Regions from separate parts of the Mus musculus genome. Here region 2 is linked to region 1. Evidence: chromatin contacts called from public ChIA-PET data. All regions are on one chromosome and are shown on one strand. Each heading gives the region's core, a stretch centred on a gene start, on an enhancer-like site or on the middle of the called end of the contact. The rest is flanking DNA. Distances are from core to core; before and after follow the strand shown. Region 1 overlaps Oprl1 (opioid receptor-like 1). Region 2 overlaps Myt1 (myelin transcription factor 1).

Evidence for each region. ChIA-PET counts read pairs in DNA pulled down with a chosen protein or histone mark.
Region 2: a contact with region 1 is called in an RNA polymerase II ChIA-PET map of neural stem cells, with 5 times the contacts expected there. The contact joins two enhancer-like sites. A contact is called at or near these places in 6 of 39 promoter capture datasets (embryonic stem cells, hippocampal neurons, macrophages and 1 more), 1 of 15 datasets of contacts at CTCF or cohesin (large pre-B cells), 15 of 484 Hi-C or Micro-C datasets (the AtT-20 cell line, the Patski cell line, brain and 7 more), 10 of 115 datasets of contacts at active chromatin or transcription factors (a beta-TC-6 cell line, embryonic forebrain, embryonic hindbrain and 6 more) and 4 of 9 other capture datasets (adipose tissue, embryonic stem cells, liver and 1 more).

Annotation. Positions count from the first base shown.
Region 1 is chr2:181,720,931-181,723,630 of GRCm38.p6, reverse strand. Oprl1 (opioid receptor-like 1) reads right to left here. Exons shown (of 4, transcript NM_011012.5): 4 at 2,646-2,700. Among named protein-coding and RNA genes, the nearest start is that of Oprl1, 7.3 kb to the right of the region's middle. Within about 2 kb of position 1,255, at least 11 of the 459 cell types and tissues checked have an H3K27ac peak or open chromatin away from gene starts, as enhancers often do. A contact at or near this core is called in neural stem cells and oligodendrocyte precursor cells, where this site is marked.
Region 2 is chr2:181,786,625-181,789,324 of GRCm38.p6, reverse strand. All of the region lies in intron 2 of Myt1 (myelin transcription factor 1), which reads right to left. Among named protein-coding and RNA genes, the nearest start is that of Myt1, 21 kb to the right of the region's middle. Within about 2 kb of position 1,429, at least 8 of the 459 cell types and tissues checked have an H3K27ac peak or open chromatin away from gene starts, as enhancers often do. A contact at or near this core is called in neural stem cells and oligodendrocyte precursor cells, where this site is marked.

The DNA.
Region 1 (2,700 bases), core at 6-2,505:
GCAGAGCACTTGGACCTTCATCTAAGCCAGACGATATTGGCTGTCCATAACTCTAGTCAACCCTTAAATGTCATTCTTCCAGTATCTCCCCCAAGCTATTGCCTATTGTTATGCAACAAAAACTTAGAAGCAAAGAGATAAGAAGTGTTTAGCTTCTGAGGATCCAAAACTGGGGAGTGGCTTATTCAAGTGCTCCAGCTCAACTTCCCAGGAGACTTCAGGCAGAACACTGGTGAGGTCTAGGTCCTTTGGAAACTAGACAATGGCTGGGTTCTCTTTCAAGAAATCCTGCTCCCACGGCTGCTGGCAAGACATGGATGCTCTCTACAAGCTTCTAGAGTACTCTCACAGGAACTAGAGGATCTGAAAGTCAAGAGGAAAACTTGGCAAAGAGCTGTGTGATCTAGTCTCCAAATCCACTCCCAGCCCTGACACAGGCTGAATATTAGAGAGGAATGGTTGAGGACAGCCTAGAATGGGTACTTTCTAAACCACAACCCACACCCACAGCTCTGCTGAGATCAAGCTGTGCCTGCTTCACTGTATAGTCATACTTCAGCAAGGCCTAATTAGTACACACTGCTCCTGAGTAAGAGAACCCCTTCAGGACAAGAGCCCCTTATAATGAATACAGCAAAACACCTCGCTTTCCAGAACCGTGTTCAGGCCACAGAGAGTGGCAAAAGCAGGTGTGCTTGGCAAAAAATGTGTGAAGGAGGAACAGAGTGAGTGGAAGATGAGTGGGTGTGAAGATCATGAGGGGAACACATTGGTGAGTGAACCAGGCTGTGAAAGAGATAGGCACCCTTGGGGATAGCCTATCCGCTGGCTATTGTTTGCTAGAGCTGACCACAACAGAGGAGGTACCAGCCAAATTTTCTCTGAAGATTCCAAACTCTTGTCCCCTTCAATGCTCTAGTGGCAAAATCATTTAGTAAGTAGTACTTATACAGACCTTTATTCCCACCCACAGCCCAGCAAAGGGAATGGCCTCCCTCTCCTGTCATTCCTCAAGGCTAGCCAACTAGACCAAGGGTGTTTCTCACCAGGATCCTGTTGGAACTAGCTCTGGTTTTCTCCATGAACTCGGGAGTCTGACTTAATCCACAAAACCCTCACACTCTGGCTCCTGCTGCCAAGGAGATCCTAACCTACCTAAGTACCCAAATCATCCTGCTGTTTCTCACAGCTGGTCAGGGACCTTGGCTGGGCCTACATTAGGGCCACAGTGCCCTCTGGTGGGAAGTGCCTAAAGCAGCTGATGAAGCCTGCCTTTTCTGAGGTAAAAAGACCCTTGGACCTACCTGATCCTATACATCCTGCCCTTCACATAACCCCAGGAGGAAGGCTGCGTGGTTCCCTTTGCACAGAGAAGGAAAATCAGATTCAGAGAAACGAGACTTGATCAAGCCTGGTAGTAAACAGAAACACTTAGGGGTGAGGCTGTGTTACACAGAATGGAGAGAGAATGGGGAAGGTATATAGTCCTGGAGAGCCAGGGAGGTATATTCATCTCTAAGGCTCCCCTAATGGCCAGCCTCCTTAAAGACAATGGCCAGGGTCAGCAACCCAGAATCCCACCACCTATCAGAATCATACAATCTCCTGGGGACTATAATTTCATCAAGAGGGAAATTTTCCCTTGATGCTGAATTTTGTTTGTTTGTTTGTTTGTTTGTTTTTGTTTTTGTTTTTCGAGACAGGGTTTCTCTATATAGCCCTGGCTGTCCTGGAACTCACTTTGTAGACCAGGCTAGCCTCGAAGTCAGATGCTGAATTTCTGTTTGAAACTAATGTGTTTGCTAAGAACTACTGGTGTGCTTGTATAAACACACACATTCACACTCACATTTTGAAATCCTATCCCCCAATGTGATGGTGTTATGAGGTGACTTTGCTATGGGAATAGGTTGTGAGGTTGAAACCCTATAACCTCATTATTACTATTAATATGACATATGCAGCTCTGAAGTCATCTTTCTATAAAGTAAGGATGCAACAAAAACACAATCTCATAGAATCCAATCCATCACACCTGCATCTTTTAAGCCTGTGAGAAATTCATATCTATTGCTTATAAACTGAGAGACTAAAACAAAACAAAAAAACAAATGGACAGTGTCATTAAAACTTGTATAAAACCAAGCATTGGCTCACTAACCCAGTACTGGAAGCAAGGTTTGGCACATAAGACACTCTTCAAAGGCCCCCTGACAAGGGCCATCTGCCTGAGAGTCAACTTGAGCCAGATTGGGCCTACACAGACAAGAGCCAGGAGGTAGATCTCTATAGTATAGGGTCACTCTGCCACCAGAGAAGGGTTCTCTGCTCTGTTATCACCATCCTTTTATCCTTTTAGATTTGCTCAAAAGGCAAGAGTCTACAAAGAAAAGCTGTGAAGGCATTTACCCACTGTCCCTGAGGGTGGGAAGAAAAGATGGTCATTGTCTTGGGAGAAGGAAAGGCAGCAGCCTCTGCAACCCAGGAAATAGTTTCCCTCCCATAAACCAAGAGGCTCCTTAAAGTCCCTCTGCCAAGGGCAGAACAGGTTTTAAAACCCATTAGCCTAGTCCTATGCCTCATTCCAGTGCATATCAATACCCAGGAAGTTACTCTTATGTAGCTGGAATCAGAAAGACTTATTCTACAGGCAGTACTGGTCACTGGTAAGTGTTTATTATGAGAACTCCTTCATTACCC
Region 2 (2,700 bases), core at 180-2,679, 66 kb before region 1:
TTAATGATATCTTATTCACACCTCCTAGTGTCTCACAGCACTCCACCCACACTGCTCCAGTTTCCTATCTGCCCACAAAGCCTCGAGTGCATAGGTATTCCATAATAAAAGGGGCTCCTGGCACAAAGAGTAACACCCACTGCTTACCTTATCAGGCAGGTACTGAGGTACAGGGCATATTGCTGACCATAGATTCAACTGGTGGAGATGAAACTGGGTCCACTTAATATAGTCCAGGGCCTATCTCCCATGGACATTGTCTTCCTACCCTACACAAGTTTTAATATTCCTAATATACTAGTGTCATGTGGGTAAAAATTGGTTGCTTGAGCAACACTGAGGTGTTCTCTGGCCTCTGGCCTCTGACCTGTCAAGTGTATTAGAATCTTGACTCACCTAGAGAAGCCTCCATAGGGCTGCTGCCCACAACATGTACTTTGAAAAAACCACAGAAGAGCTACTATGAAGGTGACAGCCACAGATAGGGCACATCTGAGGATGAGGGTCCCCAGGTGAATCCTCATCTTGTGTCACCATGGCAAATCTGAAGGAACAGATAAGATGTTGGCAAACTCTGTGATGTGGGAAACAATCTTCTCACAGATAACAGGACTGAGAGGAGCAGGTGTACACCCAAGCAGAAGACTGGCTAGTTAAGACTTACTACCTGCCTCCACAGTCAGAAGAGATAGGAGGCAAACCAACATCTCTCCCAGACCATGGATTATACCAGGACAACAGAGCTCTGTGTGAGTGGTTTGGAAAGGAGGAAGTAAGAGAATGGGATATGCTGCAGAAGGAAGAGACTGGCAAATTCAACCCTCTACCTCACCAAGTAGGAAAACAAAACAAAATTAATTCCTCAGTTGGCAGATGAAATTCACAAGTGAACTGTTCCATGAAGCAGTATAGCATACAGTGATCTATATAATTTGTTAAAGAAGAAAAATTAAAATGGGGTAATTTATGCAACCTGTCAGCTCCAGGGTATGGAGCATAATGCCATAAGCCATGTGTTTATTATAGCCTTCTCATAGAACAGAGACAATTACTATAATTTCTATTTTTAAGGCAGAGGCTCCCCGTGGACCAATGGCTCACACTTAAAGTAAAGAGAGGAGCAGGTGTCAAAGGGACGTCATTACATCTATGAGCCTTCAAACGTCGATTGCACTGAGCCAGTGCACAACGCCTTCTGAGGCAGGGCACACAATACATCTGATTGCCCCATGCCTGTGTTCAGCTGAAATGTAATCTATAGCTTTTTGTGTCAGTTTTCCCAAGGAAATTGGCAGGCATTCTGCTAGATTAAAGTATGCCTTGGCAATTTGGATTTCCTGTGGATAAATTATTCAAAGGGCAGAGAATAGAGAGGGTTACAGGGATGTGTAATGGGCATTGCTTGCAAACTGTGAGCTCCCATTGATGAAGCTAACAGCTGTGGCATTCATTGTCCTGAGCACCTTCTCTTTCCGATTTACTTGCATCAAGTGTTCAATGTACAAGAAGTTCTCTTCAGTTTGCATAGCTTTGATTTAAGAAGGAAACTCCTGAACTTGTGGGAGAGAAGCCAGGCTCTTTAGTATGATGAAAATGCGCTCATAGGATCTGGATGACTTGTGAAGTCAATGCCAAAGGGTGATTCTCCTCTCACTTTTGAAATTGACAGTGGTAGCTGCTGTAGAGGCATCTGGCAAAAAATGTGTGAGAAATTCACATGCTTTCTTCTACAAAGTACTGCAGAAGGCATCTATAGACCTCTTACCTATAAGTAGTATAACTATTAGGCCATCATGCTCAGGGAAGCACTGTGCTTAACACTGCCCAGACTCACTGACTAATTGGCCTGGCATCAGATCCTAAGACTTCCTGCCTGTTCCATACATCAATGGTCCCTGCCTATGGTACAACTGACTGATGCAAAGGCAATGAGGTGCTTCTCAATTTTCCCTTAATTTGTTTTGTTTGTTTGTTTGTTTTTGTTTTTTTAAACAACCCTTTTATTTCTTCCAAGCACAAACAGTAACTGTTTTGCACATTAACTCAATCGCCTCTTGCCTTGAGGGTGAAAGGGTCTCTTTGTTCAGACAAATAATCTTGCTCCACTGTGAGATCGGGGATCTTTCCCAGGAACATCTGCTGTTTCTCTAACATCAATGTTACACTGCTGATAGAGCACAACTTTAGTTCTGACATTTTATCAAGTTTTACCTTGTATAGGAAAATTGGAGAAAATAATTTCCAAATACAAACACTGTATTCAGCCATATCTATTACTTTAGCCTGAGAGAACTCTGTCTCTATCCAGGCACTAAACTTGATTCCTTGGTACTATCTTAAAAGCAATCTCACTGGAGGGTGTTTGTTTATTTTTGTTTTTGTTTTCATTTAATTTTGTTTTGTTTTTGCCTCGAACTGTTCTGCATTGCTTTAGTAAAAGCAAGACCAGTCATTCAGGCTTTTTAAACACAATTACTAGACCCTTTTCATACTCACTTGCCAAACTGAGCTCCCTGTGTCAAACCTTTACAAAGTCAAGAACCAAAATATCAAATACAACAAGAAGCCTCAAAACCTGAAGATTACTTTTGGCTCTATTTTGGTTGTCTGAGAAATAAACTCAGAAACTCAATACAGCCAAAACAATAAATAGCTGGTCTTTAAAAAGAAACGATGGGGCCAGGCATGGTGGCATACACC